Regions from separate parts of the Mus musculus genome. Here region 1 is linked to region 2. The links are chromatin contacts, called in public HiChIP or PLAC-seq maps. All regions are on one chromosome and are shown on one strand. The core of a region is the stretch at or near the end of the contact, and the rest is flanking DNA. Distances in the headings are between cores, read along the strand shown. Region 1 overlaps Wdr95 (WD40 repeat domain 95). Region 2 holds the start of Wdr95 (WD40 repeat domain 95).

Region 1 (6,482 bases), core at 3,882-6,381, 59 kb after region 2:
ACTTCACAGGCACCAGGTACACATACATAAATGCAGGCAAAACACTCCACATTAATAATAATAATAACAATAACAACAACAACAACAATAATTTTAAAATGTCAAAGTAACAAATCACAGAGTGGAGCAAATAGATTCAACTACCATAAATCAAAGAGCAAAAATACAGGATCTCCTCCCTTCACTCTTTAAGAGAGTGAAGCAATCCTTAGGCTATTTCTGTGAGCAGCCTTGCCTGGGTAGTTCAGACACGCTCTGAAGATCAAGTAAATCCCCCATTCCACTCCCCCAATCCCACCCCCACCTGCCCCAAGGCAGCTGCTCACAGAGGATCTGTAGACCTCAGAAATGATGGGGTGGCCTGTATCTGGGTCCGGATGCTTTAAAGACTGAACCTGATTTGTCAAATGACATTTCCCATTGCTCTCCATAAGCATTAGAAAGGCTCCTATGTTTTCATTTATCCTGTGGATAAGGCAGGGTTAAACCACAAAGTTAACCACAAAACGGAAGCTGAAGTGTTAAAAATGTATCACTTTGTTGTTATCTTAGGTGTGTCATAGCTGTTGGATGGGACCGAAGAATAAACGTGTATTTTGTAAGTGCAATGTAACAAATGAAGACATTTCAAAAACCCTCCTCTCTCTCCAAAGGCCTCCTCTCAGTCTGTCTCACTGTTTAGATCTATTTGTATTGTTTTTTAATGGGGGGTGGGGGTGGATATGCTTGTGAGTGCAGATGTCCACAGCTGCCAGAGCGCTGAGAATAGAACTCAGGACCTCTGGAAGGAAGAACAGCCAGTGCTCTTAACCTCTGAGCCATCCCTCCAGCCCCCTCCCTCCAGCACCCTGCTTCTCCTTTAGAAAGAGACTGGAGCTTGGTTTTGCTGCCTGGTATAAGGCAAGTGACACACACAGGATCCCCTTTCTTTATTTCTCCTCATTCTTTCCTCTCTTCTTTTCTTTTCAAGATTTTCCTCTCCGTGTCTTCCTAAAGTTCCCCTTGAAAAGTTGCACCGCTAAGTGAGCTGCCAGGACCTGTGGGTTCCTGGGAGCCGGAGGTGGTGCCTGCTCAGGTGCAGGTCCTAAGTTCTTTTCATGATTCACACCTTGCTAATTCCCCACCCACAGTTCCTTCCCAGCCCCTCCACCTCAACCTACTTGTAAAGACACAAGTACCAGGGGGAACCGCAGGGGTGTGGGGTGGCGGGAGGGCGGAGGCTGAAAGGCTTTTACTGTCTTCCTTTCTCCTGGCCTGTCTTTAAAGCATCCTAGAGCGTCTCCAATCAGAAAGAGGAAATAAAAGGCCACCCATAAACGTCTCTGCAGACATGAAATCCCTCTTTATGGAGGGGATTAGAAGACAGAAATTTAAAGTACCGCCCAAAAAACTAAGTTTTAAATCTACCTGTGACATTTTATTACCCTGCTTGCCCTGCTGGGTGGTTCTGGATTTCCGAACGTCTTTAAACACTGTCCGTTCTCCTTATTCGTTTCAAAGTTCAATATATTTCATAGCCTAAGCCTTGCATCCTGAGAGTGATTTGAGGAATGACTACCTGGGAAATTTCAGCATTGAGTCTGTCCTTCGGTATTACAGCTTCGCAGGCTGATGGTGTCGGCTTAGCCCATGAAACAGCTCTGGGTCTTATTATGAAGGCAAAGCTATGCTGTGGATCCAAGAAGAGCTTGTCAGTTGACATATGATTTGCTGAAATGCAATCACCCAGACGTCAGGAGAGGATTGCTTTTTATTCCCACTGGCACTTGGGGAATTTGCTTTGACATTTCAAAAATCTGCATCAGTGGTGGGGTGAGGGGTAGGGTTATGAAATGTGCCAACACCTTCTCTCTGACGTCGCAAATGTGTTGGCAGCTCATTTTATGGTTTGCACAATGGGTCTTGTTTGGCTTTGTATACAGGACATACCTCGAGATTTTCATCATTTCCGGAAGCCTCAGCCCCACTGGCAGGATGACCTGGTGAGCCCCAGCCCACTGTCTGGCCCACAGTAGCACACACTGAAGATCTCCCTCACTCTAAATGCTCCGCTGCACTTCCTGAGCCTGCCACGCATGCTCAGTTTCTCCGAAGCCTCTGCTATGGATGGCCAGACTCTTGCCTGAGTAGAACATGGTCCAGGCAGTTGCCTTCTCTCTGGGAGAGGTGATGGTGTTCTGAGTTGAGGTGTGAGGCCAGAGGGGCAGAGTTCAAGCTGCACTCCTTGAGTTCAGTTGTTGAGTCCCCAAGTGCAGGAAGCTCAAGGTGGGGAGGGCGTGGCTGGTGAGCCAAATTGTATTCATGATGTCCTAACATCCCTGACTCTCTGTGGCTTGCTAAAGGCCTAATGCTTGTTAGGGATCAGAATGTCCCCAGCTCCCTACAGTTTCCCAGGGATGAATGGCTTTCTTCCAAACTGTTTATATGCCAAAGCATTAAGACAAAAAATACAGAAAATAAGGCCAACCCGCCCAGCTGCCTGCCATATCACCAGCTATTTCGTGCCCTACAAATATTCCCGAGGGCACACATTGCTAGAATACAAACTCCATTGTCTTAGTTAGGGCTACTATTGCTGTCCTGAAGCACCACCACCAAAGAAACTTGGGGAGGAAAGGGTTTATTCACTTCACACTTCCAATTCACAGTTCACCGTCAAAGGATGACAAGACTTCTGTCTCAAAGCAGGAAGGAACCTGGAGGCAGGAGCTGATGCAAACAAAGGCCATGGAGGGGTGCTGCTTACTGGCTTGCTCCTCATGGCGTGCTCACCTGCTTTCTCATAGAAGGCAGGACCATCATCAGCCCAGGAATAGCCCAATACACACACAATGGACTGGGCCCTCCCCCATCAATCATTAATTAAGAAAATGCCTTACAGGTTTACCTACAGCCTGATCTTACAGAGGCATTTTATCAATTGAGGGTTCCTCCCCTCTGATAACTCTAGCTTGTGTCAAGTTAATGTAAAACTAACCAGTATATCCATATACCTCCTCTGTGGTCTGGAAGACCTTGTCCAGTGCCCAGTTCATAATAATTACCCAGTAATGTGTTCTCATTCATTCAGCACCTACTAAGTGCCTCTTGTGGACCAAATACGTGTTGTTTATGGGAATTCCAACAGTAATACACAAACTAGGGCACAGCCTTGCCTTCTTCACAGAGTTCGCAGTTTCGTAAAGCATCAGAGGAAATAACAGAGCTCTATATGCAAGGTTTCCCAGGGGAGTCATGGCCTTCGGCTATCACACGTAGGTCAGTGAAGTGCATATGCATTTAGTATTCCAGCATGCACACATATGCGCTGGCATACTCATGCACTTAGTAGGCAGACATAGAAGAGACAAACATGATTCTTGAGATGCTCACACATAGGCGAGGAGATAAGCATCAGAGGAAATCGGAAGCGTGGAATCTAGCAAACGATGATAATCGACCGCGATGGGAGAGCCCCAATAGCTTTGTTGTAGCAGAATCCAGGAGATCAGAAGATCACTAGGGGGTTTTTAGGAAGGGAAAGATAATCTTCATGCCAGCCAGGAGGGGGTGCTTGAGCACAGAGCGGAGGCACTGGGGTGTGCTGTCTGAAAGGACTGTGGAGGGTCTGATTGGCTAGCATATTAGAAGTAGGCGGGAGGATATGCTAATGAGTTGTAACAGAAGACACACACTACAAAGCTTAAACAACAGAAATCTATTTCCCTCCGTTCCAGGTCCTAAGGCCAGGCTCTGGTGAGGACTCCCTTTCTGGACAACAGATAGAAAGCTAGCCACTGTCAGCATCTCTTTGCTGTGTCTTCTTCACATAGAAGAGCAAGCATGAGCTGTGTGGCTCTTCCTGTTCTTGTGTGGACACAAATCCCAGCACAGGGACTGCATTCTCATGCTCTAGGTGACACCAGTAACCTCCCTATATACCATTACCTTACTTTAGCTCAGTGGTTCTCAACATTTCCAAAGCTATGTGACCTTTAATGCAGTCCCTCTGTAATTTTGTTAGTTATGAATCATAATCTAAGTATCTGATGTGCAACCCCTGTGAAAGAGTCATTTGACACACACACACCCCAAAGGGGTCATGACCCACAGGATGAGAATCACTGGGTTCGGGTTTTGACATGTGGATTTGGGGGAATCAAACGTGCAGCCCAAAAATAGGAAAGAAAGCATTATTCTGCAGTTGGGGTAGGACATCTGGCAGTAGAGGATCTTGGGAAAGAGATACCCATCAGTCTTCGCTTCCCCAGTAGTCTCACAATATAATCCAAGAGCAGGCAGAGCCTCTTTGATAATTCAAGCCAAGTCCTCAGGGGATCTCTGTGGCCAGTACATGAGGAGAAGGTTAGGATAATTTAATATAGCAGAGAGAGAGAGAGAGAGAGAGAGAGAGAGAGAGAGAGAGAGAGAGAGAGAGAGAGAGAGGGAGAGAGAGAGAACAATCTCCATTACATAGTAAGTACCCACAGGAGAGATGTACAATGCTCATGGCCAGGGGTCCCTGAACTCTGCAGCTCTGGTCTCCGCACACCAGGTTCAGGTTCTTGTCTCCAGCGGAGACACCTGGGCAAAGGACCTCCTTTGGGGAGAAGCACATAGTTTCAATTTCCATTCACAGTTATGTCTCGGGGAGGGGGGAGTGGGAGTCCCGGGGTTCACTCTACTCTGGCATGTGGGTTTCTGGCTGGTGGGAAACGGTAGCAGTTAGGCTGGGTTCTTCCTCCCAGCCTCACACTTCTAGGAATAAGACTCAGACTCAAAATACATTTATATATTCCTTGGCTCTACTCTGATTGGATCATAACTAAAATAACCCAATTATTTTAACCTACATTCTGCCATGTGGCTGGTTATCTGTACTCAGGTACCACACATCTATCTCCTCGAATCTCCCTGGGTAGATCTTCCCTCATCTGGCTCTCCCAGAATTCTTTTGACTTCCAGATGTCCCGCCTTCCATTTCCTGCCTAAGCCATAGGTCATAGGCTTCTTAATTGACAGGTGAAACAGCCATACAACACATAGACATTTTCTCTCCGGGAACTCAAACCTTAGAGCATAGCTTACACCCCTTACCCACTGCGGCCTGAGCTAGAGCCGCTTGTCAACAACCTGCTTGATGGCAGAATGGCAGAATAAGGACATACCGGTTCCCTTAGAGAGCTCGACCTCGACAGGCAATAGCCAAACAGGAAATGTTGCAACACAGTGATTGCTAGACAGAGGGGTTCTCATATGAAGAGGTAGAAGTCCCAGAGAACCCCTCCGCATCTGACTTTAGAGATCAAATTATCCCTGAATTGGGATTTATCCTAATTTGGGATTATCCCTAAACCCTACCACACGCATCTCCATCCCCCGCCCCCTGCTCCCCACAAGCCTTCTCCCTCAGCTCAGCCCAGTCAGCATTCCCTCAATGTCTCATCCGACTGAAAGTTCTCAGACTTCCACGCCGTCCCCAACCCCCACCTCCTTTGGTGGCCCATGACCCACTGGTTTGGGGTCTGATTTCTCAGCTCTGTCTTTCTTTCTTAGAACCATGGGCACAAGGAGGACATTCTCTGTGTGGCTCAGTGCCCGCCTTTTCTTCTGGCCACCTCCAGTTACGATGGAGAGATAATAGTTTGGAATGTCATCTCAGGTCACATGTACTGCAAGCTGAACACCCCCAGCCCCATGGATGGCCAGGACCATAGAGAAGGTAAGTAAGGGGCAGGTTCCATAGCCTCTGTACACAGACCCTCCTTAAAGGAGTCTCCATTCTGGACCATGACTTGCTGGGGAGGGACTGGCCTTGTGTCGTGTCCGTCCCTCCCCTGCTTCCTGTCCATGCCATGTGTCATATCTGTTCCTGTTCTCTTCCCTGTCAAAAGCCCAGCCCACAGAAGTCTATCTCGGTATCTTTGAGGTCTTTATCTGCTCCCAACCTGAAGGCTGGACCACTGAGCCCTGCGGCTATGTTGGCACCCCTTTCCTCTCCCACTTTTTCTCTCCATCACCATCCACTTGCCATGTGCATCTTCCACCCTGCTACTAAACCTTCTCCCCCAGCTCAGCCCATGCAGCACCCCCTCAATGTCTCATCCGACTGGAAGATCTCCATGCTCTACCCATCCTCTGCCTCCTCTGGTGGCCCGTGACCCACAGATCTCCAACCTCAATCCTTCCTTACTACTTAAGCATTCAACTGCAAAACTTCACTACCACTTGCCAATTTTGGGGGGAGAGGCTGGCTCTGTTTCTTCAGGGTCTTCTCTGTCTGCTATCTGCTAATGATCGTGGTGGTCATCAAAACAATAATGGGGTGCCCCAACCATAGTTGAGATGTCTTCTGGTTTTACTGCTGGGTGTGCAGGGCTGGGACACTGGCTATAGCCTGTTGTTAAACAGGCTTCCTCCCTTCCCCTGCCCGCCTAGCGGCCCAAGCCCTTCCTTCTCAAGCAGCAGCTGTCTGCTTTGGAGCCACAGGAAAGGAGATGACA
Region 2 (6,777 bases), core at 3,525-6,024:
ATTTTGCTGCACAATTAGAAATAAGGCCTAAATGCAGATTGCCCCAGCAGAGGAGACTGAGTGACCTAAACACAAATTGTGACTGGATGACGAATTTCTAGACTCTTCCTGGTGAGCTGATTTAGGCAGGTCAGGAGGAAATGGAGCATGCGTAGAATTGAACCCACCCCCACTTCCCAATCTCTCTCAGGCACCATCTCTCTGTGGTACTTGAAATGTCTTTTCAAACAGAGGTTTTTCTTAAGAGGAGAGAGAGCAGACAGGGGACACACACACACACACACACACACACACGAACACACGCACACGACGTATTAAATCTTACAGAGATCTGCAACCCAAGCCCCACGAGGTGGAAGCGGAGACAAGCAATACGCTGCCCTGCTGTAGGGAGCACCATTCATAAAGACTAGTACGGGAACGGTGCCTTGGATTTGGGCCACACAGCCTCCAGGCTGGAATTCCCCAAATGGAAGTTGGCAGGACTGTGAGGCAGAGGGAAGCCTCTCTATGTCCTCGGTGTCCTGTGGCAGCCAGCCCCTGTTAGTGGAGTTCCCTGCCTCTGCCTCTGCCTCTTCTTGGATGCTTTCCTGGGTATGGGCTGGCCTGGTTACTGCCTTCCAGCACACGCCAGAGAGGGAAGCCAGAACCGGTCCAGGCAGCACCGGCTGCTCATTAGAAAGCAAGCTGATTGCTGGAAATGCAAATGACCCATTTCACCTTATCCTTCTGACAGACACGCTGGGAGCGATGACTGGTTGCTCCCTACCTGTCACCACTGCAGCTCTGATCATTGTGTGAAGTGCCTGCCACACTTGAAGTGCATAGATAGCAGCCATCACGAGCGCCCTTCAGTTGTAGACGCAATCATCCATTGCCCCCTAGTGGAGTCCATGTGAATGACATGGTAGGCACCCCGTGTGTGCTGATTTAGGATTTAAGCAAATCGAGGTTGCGTTTTATTTTAAGAATGGCTTGCAGCTCCTGCTGATTTCATCTCGGCTGCTCGTATCTGTGTCTCTTAATTAGCAGCCATGAGATGGAATAAAATGTCAATCACGGGTGATTTGCGGAGCTGAGTTTGAATGTTAAAAAGTCATGGCATTTTCAAACCATATTTAAGACCTCATTTGATGATCATTCAAATTTTTTTTTTACCCTTAGTCTGGGAAAAGGTTTAAAATGAATGTAGTGTTAAGCATCTCAGGTTGGCATTTCGCTGAGCTTCGGGGTTATGTGAAAGAGAAACAAGATTATTTGTAAGACAGAGGCAGTAACCGAGTCTGCTTTGTCATCTAATCTGTCTCCTGACCCTGCTCTGGTAGATTTCAGAGGCTCCCAGTTTGCATAGTTCTTTGTTGTCCTGTATCCATGGTACCAGGGACTCAGTCATACTTAGCATAAGAGGAGCTAGATTTGTGACAAGGGACCTTTTTTATCACCACATTTGTGAAGGCTGCTTCCTGGGTGACTGTCCTTGCAGTGTCTGCAGAGCTAAGGCTCATAGCATGCATTAAAAGGCGATTGTCAACAGTACTTGGCTGTGCCACAGTAAGTTTATTAAGGGATCTGCTTCATGAGAGAGAGAGAGAGAGAGAGAGAGAGAGAGAGAGAGAGAACTTAATATGTTATTTTTCATTATGTGGGTCTGTGGGGGGGGATGGGCACATGGGTGCAGGTAGCTGCAGATACCAGCAGAGGGCGCTGGTTGCTCCGGAGTTGGAGTTACAGGTGTGGGTGCTGGGAACTGACCTGGATCCTCTGAAAGAGGCAGTGTGCACTCTTAACTGCTGAACCATCTCTCTAGCCCTGAAGTGTGTGTGTGTGTGTGTGTGTGTGTGTGTGCATGCAAGCAAGCATAAGGCAGTCAGAGGACAATGTGCAGGAGTCAGTTCTCTCCTTCCACCATATGGGACACAGGGATCAAACTCAGGCTTGTCAGGCTTGTGGCAAGAGCCTTTAGATAATGAGCCATCTCACCAGCCCTAAACTAATACATAACTTTTTTAAACTTTTATTTATTTCGTTTGTGTGGTATTTTGCCTGTGCACACATCCATGCAGTGCTGTAGAAGCCAGGAAAGGGTGTCAGATCCCCTGGGACTGGAGTTACTGCTGGAGCCGAATACTGCTCTGTGGGTGCTAGGAGCTGAACCTGGTCCTAACCACTGAGCCACCACCCCCAACCTATCAGTACATAAGGTTTACACTTTCTACAGGACTTTCTTATTGCCAGGACATTTTAAAAATGGAATTATGCCAGAGTTCAATGCCTCCCTTGTCTTATCTGTGACTCTGTGGACTGTACCAACTCCTTTCTAGTAGCCAGTACTGATGCCATCTAGACCTTTGTGGGAAAGTCTGGGCCAACCCTACTACTCCCTAAGGCAGTACTACGGGGGCGGGGGCGGGGCTGGGGGGTGGGGTGGGGGCTGGGGGACGGGGATGGGATCAGCTTTCATCTGTACTTAAGGAAGGATGCTTCAAGAACATTATCCCTCAGACAGTGTTCTGGGATTTGTGACCCTGTTGAGGAACCTGATGAGAGACTGTGATTGGTTGGGGCGATCTGGTCACAGACAATGGTATCTGCTTGAGACAGAGAAGCAAGCTCCCCTCCTCCACAGCATCTCTGTTCAGTGAATGTGTTTACATCGGGCTGACTGTGGGTCATTAAGCCCCAGTGATAGGAAACTTTTAGGAGAGGAAACCATTCGTGCATACACAGGAAATAGAACTCAGTTGGCAAAATTTTCCACCCTGTGTAGATCTGAAACCACGGTCCGCAAGGTGCTTTAGGGGACCTTCCTCAACACACTGCTGTTTCCCCCAGAATGCTACGGAAGCTTTCTACTGGTGACTCAATGTTTTAAACTTTTCCTCTTGAGTCAGAGATGAACCGAAGCCCAGCGAGGCTCAGGGTGAAGAGGAAAGCTATTGTCTGGCCTTTGGCTTCCGTCATGGGGTGGGGCTTGACTGCTTAGCAACTGAACAGAAATCTGTGCCAAGGGAGGCTAAGAACCCCCTGTAAAGCTTGCCTCGGAGCTTGGCACAGCGAAACCAGATTGTTTGTTGGTTTGTTTTTTCCCCACTGCCTGCCACCCGTTCGTGATGTTACCGGTTACCGTGTGGCCCATGCCCCTCGGATGGCTCCAGATCACCTGGTTTCATTCATTCACTGTGTTTCACGGACTTTGACGTCCCAGAACGGAATGATCATCATTGTCTCTATAAAGACCTCAAACCAAGATACGATTTAGTGAGAAAGGGGACACAGCTGAGAGAGACCATGTCTGAAAACTAGGACTTGTATACATCCTCCATTAAATCTAAATTAAAATTAAGGTAGATTTTTTTTCCATCCATCTTGGGCATTTCCAAACTGACTTAGAGGTCTGGGGTGTACCTCAGTGGTAGAGTGCTTACCTAACATTTATAAGGTCCTGGGTTCAGCGTCAGAATTCTGTCTAAACTCCACCCCACAGTTACCTGGCAACAGGCAGGTAGGCCTGACCCACTATAAAAGGGGCTGCTTGCCCACTCCTCTCCCTCTTGTTCTCTTGCTCTCTTGTTCCCACTCTGTCCCCTCGCCTCTTCCCCGCCCCCCTCCACGTGCTCATGGCTGGCCTCTACTCCTCTACTTCTCTACTCTCCCTCTCTCTGCCTTTCTCTGCCTCCACTGCCCTCTTAACTCCCCTCCCCATGCCCTGAATAAACTCTATTCTATACTATACTATACTATACTATACTATACTATACTATACTATACCTGTGGCTGGTCCCTCATGGGGAAGGGATGCCTCGGCATGGGCCCGCTGAGACATTCCCTTCTCCCACACCTCACCACACCTCATAGCACATATCTCCTATTTATTTATTTATTTATTTATTTATTTATTTATTTATTTATTTTAAACACATCATTCAGGACTGAAGGAAGAAAGACAAAACTCATGGAAATGATTTTAAGTGATTCTTAATAATTCATATTTAAAATTACAACATTTCTGCTTCTTAGACTTCAACTACAGTTTCATCTGGTACTAAGGTCACCTGCCCAGAGACCTGGTGTGAAGCGAAGCGGTAGGCAAGACAGAGAAGCCCTGTTCTGAGCTGGCTGTCCTCCCGCTTAAGGAGCAGCTGTCTTAGTGGCCTCCCAAGCACCAACGCCAGGGCACCCGCGCCAGCTGCCACACTGGAGCTGCCGGAGTTCCACACCAGTAGAGTTTTATGTAAGGGCTTCAAAGCTACAGCAGCCACCGCAGTAGCTCTGACCTGGCCTTTCATGTCTCAGTCCAGACAAACGCGTGATTGAAGAAAGGATTCATCCAAGCCCGTGTCACATTGGCCATCTGGAAACCCGCCAGCCGCTCATTTAGCAAATTACTTTGTTTAAAGGCAGCTCTGTGTTCCAGCGTTTGTGCTACCAGGATGGGTCTCATAATTCCTCCGCCTTGGTTTATCCGCTCGGCTCCTCTCGATCTGCCTAGCAACTTAAAAGACTGTTAATGCGTGACAAGGCACTTGACCCGCATGATTTTCGAGCGGAGGGAGAGCATTCGTCTTGTGCTGGCTTGTCCTCTCCTCCAAAGCAAGGGCACGACGCCCCGCGCTCTCTGTCTTAATGAAGCCTGCCTTTATTAAGAAGCCCATTAAGCTCCACAGGGCCCAGCCATCCAGCACTGTAAATATTACCCCATAGAAATTCACATAGGGCCCTGGCGCGGGGTGGGGGATGGGGAGTACGGTAAGCGCTCACCCATTCTGCCAGTCTGGAGGAGACCTCAGCTCTCTGTTGATGGAAGGCTGTTGCTGTTTGACAGGCTGATGCCTCTTTGTTTGGAAAGATGAGTTAGAATCGTTAGCAGGTAATGTCACAAGGCCCCTGGGGTGGTTTGAATAAAAGAGTTGGAAGCAACCTGACTACAGAATAGCAATGAGTTCTCAGGTGTCTGATCTGGATTTTCTTCTTCCAAAAGAGGAAAGAAAGAGGAAAAAGGAGCCCACAGAGGCTGAGATGGTTTCTTATCAGGATGTTGCGGGTCACTTTGTCCTGATATGGTTTATCATCTGTCATTGACCAGGGCAAATGATCTTGGTGACTGTTGTTTCCATAAATTGCTCATCTGGGGTCGTGGTATTCTTAAGTCTGGAAGCTAGAAGCTCAAATCAGTGAGTGGATCAAAGACATATCGTGTGTTCAGTATCTAGCTAGGCCCTTTAAGGGGGCGGGGGGGGGGGGAGGATCACACAATAAATGTGCTTTGGGAAGTTTTTTTTTTTTTTTTTAAAGTGTGTCTATTTAGTGACTAGTAAAGACTCGGACTGGGTGTCAAATGTTGATGTGATTTGGGCCAAGGTTGCCTTAGTCCTCTCTTGGAATTATTTTTAGAGGTAACTGAATTAGTGATGACATATAGTAAGAACTCAACCGTGCTACTTGATATGTTTTGTAAAGCGCGGTATGCTTCACTGGGAGGGGGTGTCTTAGTGGGTGCCCCCTGTCCCCAGGTACCAGTCATACAACACGGGTCTAGTATAAAATGTTCACTTGAGGCATGGGAAGGGGGTTGAGAAAGGAGTTGAAGTAGAGAAAAAGAAGGGACAGAAAAAGATGGGGAGAGGGAGGGTGGGGGGGTCAGAGAAAGAGAGAGAGAGAGAAAGGGGTCAGAGAGAGTGAAGAGAGGCCAAACAGTTCTTTTTATAGCAACCCAGGCTCCCACCTGGCTGTTGCTAGGTAACTAACTGTTGGGAGGAACCTAGAAGGAATGCTAACGTGCTAACACTAATAACACCAGGTATGGGATAGCTATCCTCGGTATTGGCACCGCTAAAGTAGTCACTGGACTGGATCGAGGGAAGAGAGCTTTATGAGCCAACTCCATACATGTACCAACTCCAGGTAGGGAGAGGGCGGCCTGTGAATGGCACTGCATAAACCGGGCACAGCCTTGGTGGGCAGGGAAAGAAGTGGGTAGGTAGCTAGGTGGACTGGAAGGAAGCTCGAGTTCAGAGCACAGGAGTGGAGATGATGAACGAATGAGGGGCTGTGTTGGTGGAGGCTTGAAGGCTAAGGGGTCTCAACATGATCTAGCTGGTAACAAGCTGCCATCTTGCTTTCTTGCAGGAGAGCCGCAGAGAGCTCTGGGTCGGTAAGGGAGAAGATGGAAGCTAAGAGGCGGGGGGAGGGGGGGGGTGGTGGTCCAAGGCCAGTCATCACCCCAGGTCAGATGGACGAGACGTTCCGTGGAGGCAGCCAGAGGATGCATGGGAGGGAATGAAGCTGTAATCCCCTTCCAGAGGAGCCAGGCCTGAACTGACACCCATACACACACCAGGTGGAAAGGAGAAGGGAAGGAGAAGGGAGCCTTTGGGGACCACCCAGGCGGTTGCTCCGCCCACCATGTTCCAAGCATAGGTCGCTAGGACCCCAGGAGACTGACACGCCTTTGGAAGCCGATGAAGCCGTGGAGCTTTCTGGATAGCTGCGAGTGTTCAGAGTGAAGTGAAGGGCAAACGCAGGGGTCCATTGGAAGGCGCAAGTCCCAGGGGCCCATGGGAGCCACACAGGTGTAAACACACCAGTGGTTTAGGGAAGACAGCTCCATGGTTTTAAAAAAAACATCCTTCAAGGACCCAGAGTGTTGAACTGAAAGGACTCAGTGTTACAGTGAAGCTGCAAACCCCTGAGACCCCAACTCTAAGACAAGAGAGGAACTAAGAGAAGCGAGGCACCTGAGCAACCAACGGGGCCAAGAGGTGCTGAAGTGAGAAGGGG

What was found. HiChIP or PLAC-seq counts read pairs in DNA pulled down with a chosen protein or histone mark.
Region 1: a BATF HiChIP or PLAC-seq map of CD8 T cells shows a contact between it and region 2, with 14 read pairs. The contact joins the enhancer-like site here to the promoter of Wdr95 in region 2. A contact is called at or near these places in 1 of 39 promoter capture datasets (the 3T3-L1 cell line), 1 of 15 datasets of contacts at CTCF or cohesin (CD8 T cells), 5 of 484 Hi-C or Micro-C datasets (3T3-L1-derived adipocytes, CD8 T cells, the HL-1 cell line and 2 more), 7 of 115 datasets of contacts at active chromatin or transcription factors (CD8 T cells, effector CD8 T cells, embryonic stem cells and 3 more) and 3 of 9 other capture datasets (adipose tissue, liver and pancreatic islet).

The regions. Positions count from the first base shown.
Region 1 is chr5:149,582,535-149,589,016 of GRCm38.p6, forward strand. It overlaps Wdr95 (WD40 repeat domain 95), which reads left to right. Exons shown (of 23, transcript NM_029440.3): 13 at 553-598; 14 at 1,923-1,982; 15 at 5,536-5,701. It overlaps Gm35763 (a long non-coding RNA gene), which reads right to left and starts at 1,756. Exons shown (of 3, transcript XR_377271.4): 1 at 1,559-1,756. Within about 2 kb of position 5,132, at least 19 of the 459 cell types and tissues checked have an H3K27ac peak or open chromatin away from gene starts, as enhancers often do. A contact at or near this core is called in CD8 T cells, heart atrium and memory CD8 T cells, where this site is marked.
Region 2 is chr5:149,523,905-149,530,681 of GRCm38.p6, forward strand. It overlaps Wdr95 (WD40 repeat domain 95), which reads left to right and starts at 4,775. Exons shown (of 23, transcript NM_029440.3): 1 at 4,775-4,867. All of the region lies in intron 1 of Gm15997 (predicted gene 15997), which reads right to left.